2 separate regions of the Rattus norvegicus genome follow, and region 2 is linked to region 1. Evidence: chromatin contacts called from public Hi-C data. All regions are on one chromosome and are shown on one strand. Each heading gives the region's core, a stretch centred on a gene start, on an enhancer-like site or on the middle of the called end of the contact. The rest is flanking DNA. Distances are from core to core; before and after follow the strand shown. Region 1 has its middle 45 kb from the start of Sertad2. Region 2 has its middle 56 kb from the start of Aftph.

The links. Hi-C and Micro-C count contacts between places; a contact is called where the count stands out from the background.
Region 2: a contact with region 1 is called in a Hi-C map of Schwann cells, with 3 times the contacts expected there. The contact joins two enhancer-like sites. A contact is called at or near these places in 2 of 12 Hi-C or Micro-C datasets (Schwann cells and mammary epithelial cells).

Annotation. Positions count from the first base shown.
Region 1 is chr14:98,923,686-98,926,385 of GRCr8, forward strand. No RefSeq gene overlaps it. Among named protein-coding and RNA genes, the nearest start is that of Sertad2, 45 kb to the right of the region's middle. Within about 2 kb of position 1,281, at least 47 of the 93 cell types and tissues checked have an H3K27ac peak or open chromatin away from gene starts, as enhancers often do. A contact at or near this core is called in Schwann cells, where this site is marked.
Region 2 is chr14:99,069,349-99,072,048 of GRCr8, forward strand. No RefSeq gene overlaps it. Among named protein-coding and RNA genes, the nearest start is that of Aftph, 56 kb to the right of the region's middle. Within about 2 kb of position 1,448, at least 2 of the 93 cell types and tissues checked have an H3K27ac peak or open chromatin away from gene starts, as enhancers often do. A contact at or near this core is called in Schwann cells, where this site is marked.

The sequences.
Region 1 (2,700 bases), core at 31-2,530:
CCCTTTGATTTTCTTGCACACCCACTTTTTATTATAAGCAAATACACCAGACAGTTTAGCTGGCTGTGACTTCCCTGTCGGCGAGGGCAGGACCTGGGTATAACCCTTGCAAATGGAATTCAGCATCCTTTGCAGGGGCAAAATGCTATAAAATCTTTGGTTGTTTCCAAGAGTCCTTGAGTTCTTCAGGATTTAGGACAGAGGAAAGAAAAGGCAATGCCGATGTGGCTAGCTGTAACAGAAAAAATGTAAGGAATTGGGTAAGTGAAGAGATAAAAATAAAAAAAGGGCAAGGGGGACGCTAAAGGCATCACTGAGAGTGGAGAAAGATCCTCAGGGTGGAGGGAGGGAAAAATGGTGTAACACGGTGCAAAGCCACAGACCCAGACCGTGTGTGTGTGTGTGTGTGTGTGTGTGTGTGTGTGTGTGTGAGAGAGAGAGAGAGAGAGAGAGAGAGAGAGAGAGAGACAGACAGACAGACAGACAGACAGACAGACAGAGACAGAGACAGAGAGAGACAGACAGACAGGCTGGCAGAATGGGGTCAGGAAGAGAGACTAAGTTGCAGAAATAGGCAGGCAGAGTGTAGAGAGGCGCCTGGGTGGGGGAATCCCAGAACAGGCCATTTTCAAAAATTCCAGTGGAAATTCCAACAACGACTCCACAAACACACACAAGACTGTGTAACGCACTGTGGAGGACAGAGGGAATTCTTTCGCACAGAGCTGAGAGACTGTACGTTTCACAGGTCCCAACTGTTCCGTAGAGACTTGGGCGAGCCAGGGACCCAGACGTTCGCGTCCTTTGCGGCTCCAGATCTTTTGGGTTATTGTTCTTCCTTCTCTGCCTCGCTGAGTGGGATCGGGTGGGGCTGCCTGTGCTTCGCTTGTGACTCTGATGAGGCTCTGTCTGCGGGGTCCGAGCCCCTTTTGCCCTTTCAGACTCTGGCTCTGAAGCCCGCGCCCCTCCTGCCCACGCCCCCTGCAGCTCACGCCCAGCCAGCCCACGCCCCTTGCAGTCCGCCGGCCTCCTGCCCACGCCCCCTGCAGTTGGCACCCCTTCTAGCGACAACCATTGCAGCCCGCGTCACTCCTGCCCCGGTCCTCTGCAGCCAGCGCCCCCTGAAGCTCTCATCTCTCCCTCCCGCCCATGCCCCACGCAGCCCACACTCCTCCTGCTCGCTCCCCCTTCAGCTGGAGCCCCTTGCCGACTTGAGAGGAGCAGAGCTTGCTACTCCGTGGCTTCCCTAGGATCATGAGCTGCAGGAGGGACCCTGTGACGCATCCTCCTGGCATTAGAACACATCACCTTCTATTTATAGCCACCCCTCCAACTGCAAACCTAGCCTGCCCTGGCTTCCTCGTCGTACATGAAAATTCTCATCAAGGACCAAAGATTCCAACCTTCCGCAGTAGGAATTCTGTGCTACCCGTTCTTCTAGTTCCAAATAGTAACTCTGCGGGTCTAATGGTTTCTCTGACGCAGGGAATCCCTAATCTTCTAAAGCTTTAAACCTACACGATTTTATTTTTACATGTGTTCAAAACATTTCTAGTGAAGTCGATCCGTCTCTCGCAAGTTCATGAAATATTCTCTAAGAATTTAATCGGGTCAAGCAAGCCCTAAACTGGCTGAATTTTGGGGGAAAGATGGTTCTAGCTGGTTTTCCGAATCTGCTAAAATCTAAGGATTCTAAACGTAACATACATTTGGGAGAAGGGACACTGTTACATATTTCAAACGAAGGGAATTTTTTTTTTAATTGTGGCTTTTAGATACTGATTTTATACTTTTGCATGTTCACTATTCCTGTAATTATAAGTGGTTATAAATAATTCCTACCTAGTCACATTGAAGTTTGCAGTAACTAAAACTGAATTTTTAAGGTTGTAATTCACTTCTCATAATTCTGCCGTTTTCCCCATCAATCTAAAGAGGAAGCCTGACCAAGACTTGGCTTCTCAGTTTCCAGCACCCCACATGGCAGCCCACAACCATTTTTTTTTTCTTCCGGAGCTGGGGACCGAACCCAGGGCGCTCTACCGCTGAGCTAAATCCCCAACAGCCCACAACCATTTACAACTCCAATTCAATCTGACACCCTCTCTGGTTTCCTTAGACGCTGGCCATGCACATACATACATGAACACCAAACACTCATACACGACAAAAAAAAAATTTAGCTTTTAAAAAAGTACGTATGCATGGAGTAGCAATCCCACTACAGATTTCCTCAGCCGAGCGCATGTGAACTCATGTCAGTTGCAGTGTTTTTATCCTAGGAGCCAACTAGAAGCAATGCAAATGTTCTGTATCACGGTGCATCCCATTATGGTTTCTTTCGTAGGCCTGAAGAGTAAGGCCACTCCTTCAGTACTAATGTGGAAGTGACTCGGAAATGCAGCTTTAAGAAAAGTACAGAAACTGCTTGCTGCACACACGTCTGTGGTTTCAGGTAGTCAAGAGGCGGAGGCAAGTACACGAGAGCCCCGGTGGTTTGGTTTTTTTCAAGACGGGGTTTCTCTGTGTAACCCTGGCTGTCCTGTAACTTACTCTGTAGACCAGGCTAGCCTCGGATCTCACGAATACTGGGACTAAAGGCATCCACCACCACTTCCCAGCATTGTTTACTGTTTTGTTTTTTCTTTTTCATTTTCTTTTTTTTTTTTTTTTTTGGTTCTTTTTTTCGGAGCTGGGGAC
Region 2 (2,700 bases), core at 198-2,697, 150 kb after region 1:
GTTAAGGAGATAGTTATCTGTTCTCTTCTCCTGTCGTCGTCATGGTCATCCTTACTGACAGAATACTGACCCAGATGAATTATGATAAACATTGGCCAAGTGTTTACTGTGTGCCACAGGTGATGTGAATATCCCCACCCCTCATTTTATCGAATCTCTCTATAGTCCAAACCATCTTTAAACTTCTGACCCTCCTGCCCCAACTTCCTGAATTATGGGATCACAGCTGTGCACCACACCTGTGCAGACCCTTTTGTCCTGGACTTATCACCTCCTGGTGCAGGTGAATTATTATGCTGGCCCATGTGGTGTCACGAGTCCTGTAACTGGATTCGGCAGGGCTTTGCTCATTGCGATCTGTGGTCAAGATGAAGGAACATGGTGACTTTCTGTTGAGAAGCTACAGCACCAGGAGCTTGCCTGGTGCTCTGTGCAGGCATTTGTGGGGGTTCCTATTGGTCAATGTTCGATTTGGTGATCTGGACACAAAGTTTGTTCATCAGTCAATAGAGAACAAGGTGGAGGAAGGAGGGAGAGACTGCATAGGGTGGGTACAAAGACACTTTGGGGACATGGACATCTGAAGCAATGTCTAAAGTGGACACAGTGAGGTTGGGAAGGATAAATGTAAAACCTGCTTTCAGGTTTTAGAAACTCATCAATAGAAGTAGATGACAGTCTGACTCCAAGGCAGTTGGGGCGGGGGGTGTTGTTCTGCATGCGGTAAAGAGGCAGATTTGTCACCACTGGGGATAGAATTGTAGGCTATGTTAGACGTTTGAAATAGAATAAGCATGAAGCCCATGTCAGTGGTGAGGTGACACCTGGTCCAGCCTGGGGAACAGTTAAGAGGCACTCAGCCAATAGGATGGGATTCAGATAAGAACGCTGTATACAGAAGAAGACAGCATGGAAAGAAGACTGTGACAGTGACCTTCAGACAGAGGTTGGGGGTGTGCGTGGGGGGAGGATTAGGGTTATCCAACACTAGGGGACAGCTTGAAACCATAGGTTATGGCGAGACAGTGCTAGCAACAAAGCCGGGCATAGGTCCTGCCTCTGGATACAGATGTGCTCTTGCCTCAGGATATGGATGTTGCACACGTCAGTTTCCTTATTTATGCTTCAATTTCCTCGGCTATGAGCTTCAACTCCTTCTTGGCCCTTAATATTCTGCAGCAACAGAGAATTTCCTGTAACCATTCAGCCCCAGTATTAGCCTAGGCAGGACAACCCCCGGCTGCATGTGTCCCAGCTCTGATGCCTCTGGGGGGGGGGTGTTCCTGGGAGAGGTTTAGGGGAGCACTGAGCAGCTCATCTTTCAGCCCTAACAGACTCTAAAGTTACTTCTTCCTCAGTTTTCTTTTCCTTTGCTTGTGGGATCTACAAGCATACGTACTTGAGGTCAAATTCAGGACACTGTGAGTGTGAAACACGCTTGACTGAGAGCTGTTTTGACTCTATAGCCCTTTGTATTAGGGTTCTAGAATAGTAGAACATAAGAGAATGAATCTCTACATAAAGGGGATTTACTAGAATGACTTAAAGACTTCAATTGAGCTAATCCAACAATGGCTGTTTATGAATGGAAGTTCCAAGAATCTAGATGCAGCCAAGTTGACAATTAAAACGGCCATCACATTCCTGTCATGAAAATTTTCATCGTGGGTGGGGAGACCATGTAACATATACCTCCCTCCTTATAAGGTCCCAATGACAAAGCAGTTTGATTGCACCAGTTCTCCCCCTTGCCTTCCAAACACTTAATGAGTTTATTAGGGATATTTATAGGGCATTGGAGGAGGGGCCAATCACAGGAGCACAAATGATCCCAAAAAGGCCGCACTGCAACGTCTCCACCCAGTATGGATGATATCTTCCCCATGGCTGCATAGATGGAGCCCAATTCACCTCATCCTCCTCAGACTACAGCCCCAAGGCCATGTGTGGTTAGGACCAAGTTGCACACAAGTGGCTGGGTACTCAGTTGAGGGTCCCGTAACTCCCCATCCTCCACTCTGAGACTGACATAGTCAGCTCGAGCAGCTGTGATCAGTCGTAAACAGGCAGAGCTGAACTTTCGGACATAGTGGCTGGCAGGGAGGGGGGCAGATAGTGCTGTCCAGCAGCCCATTTTCTTCTATGCATGAAATACCAGAGACTTGAAGCATCTGTCACTGTAGGCCATACTTACCCAGCAACGAAGAGGCTGTCAAGTGGACACTGCAGGGTGCCACTGGCTGGCAGCCTGTCCTCTAGCAAATATGCAACTTTTTTTCTGGCAAATGTCTAAAATATAACATTCTAAAATTACCTTTGTCTTAGACTCACACGTTTTCACAGGTGTGGTTATTCTGTCTGCATGTATGCATGAGCAACTCACGTGTGCTTGGCCCTGGTACAGGTCAGAACAGGGCGTTGGATCCCTGGAACTGGAGTTTCAGACATTTGTGAGCCACCGTGTAGCTGCTGGAAACCAAACCCTGGTTCTCTTCAAGTGCCACACGTGTCCTTAACCATTGTACCATCTCTCTACCTACCTCCCAAATTACCTTTAAGGAGTTTTGTGCAAACGTTTTCTTGGAGGGGGTACTCCTATAAATTCTTTCTCAACATTCTGAAGATATGTTCTAATGAATCATGGGGATTTAAAAAATTTATTTATGTATATGAGTATGCTGTCTTCATGCACACCAGAAG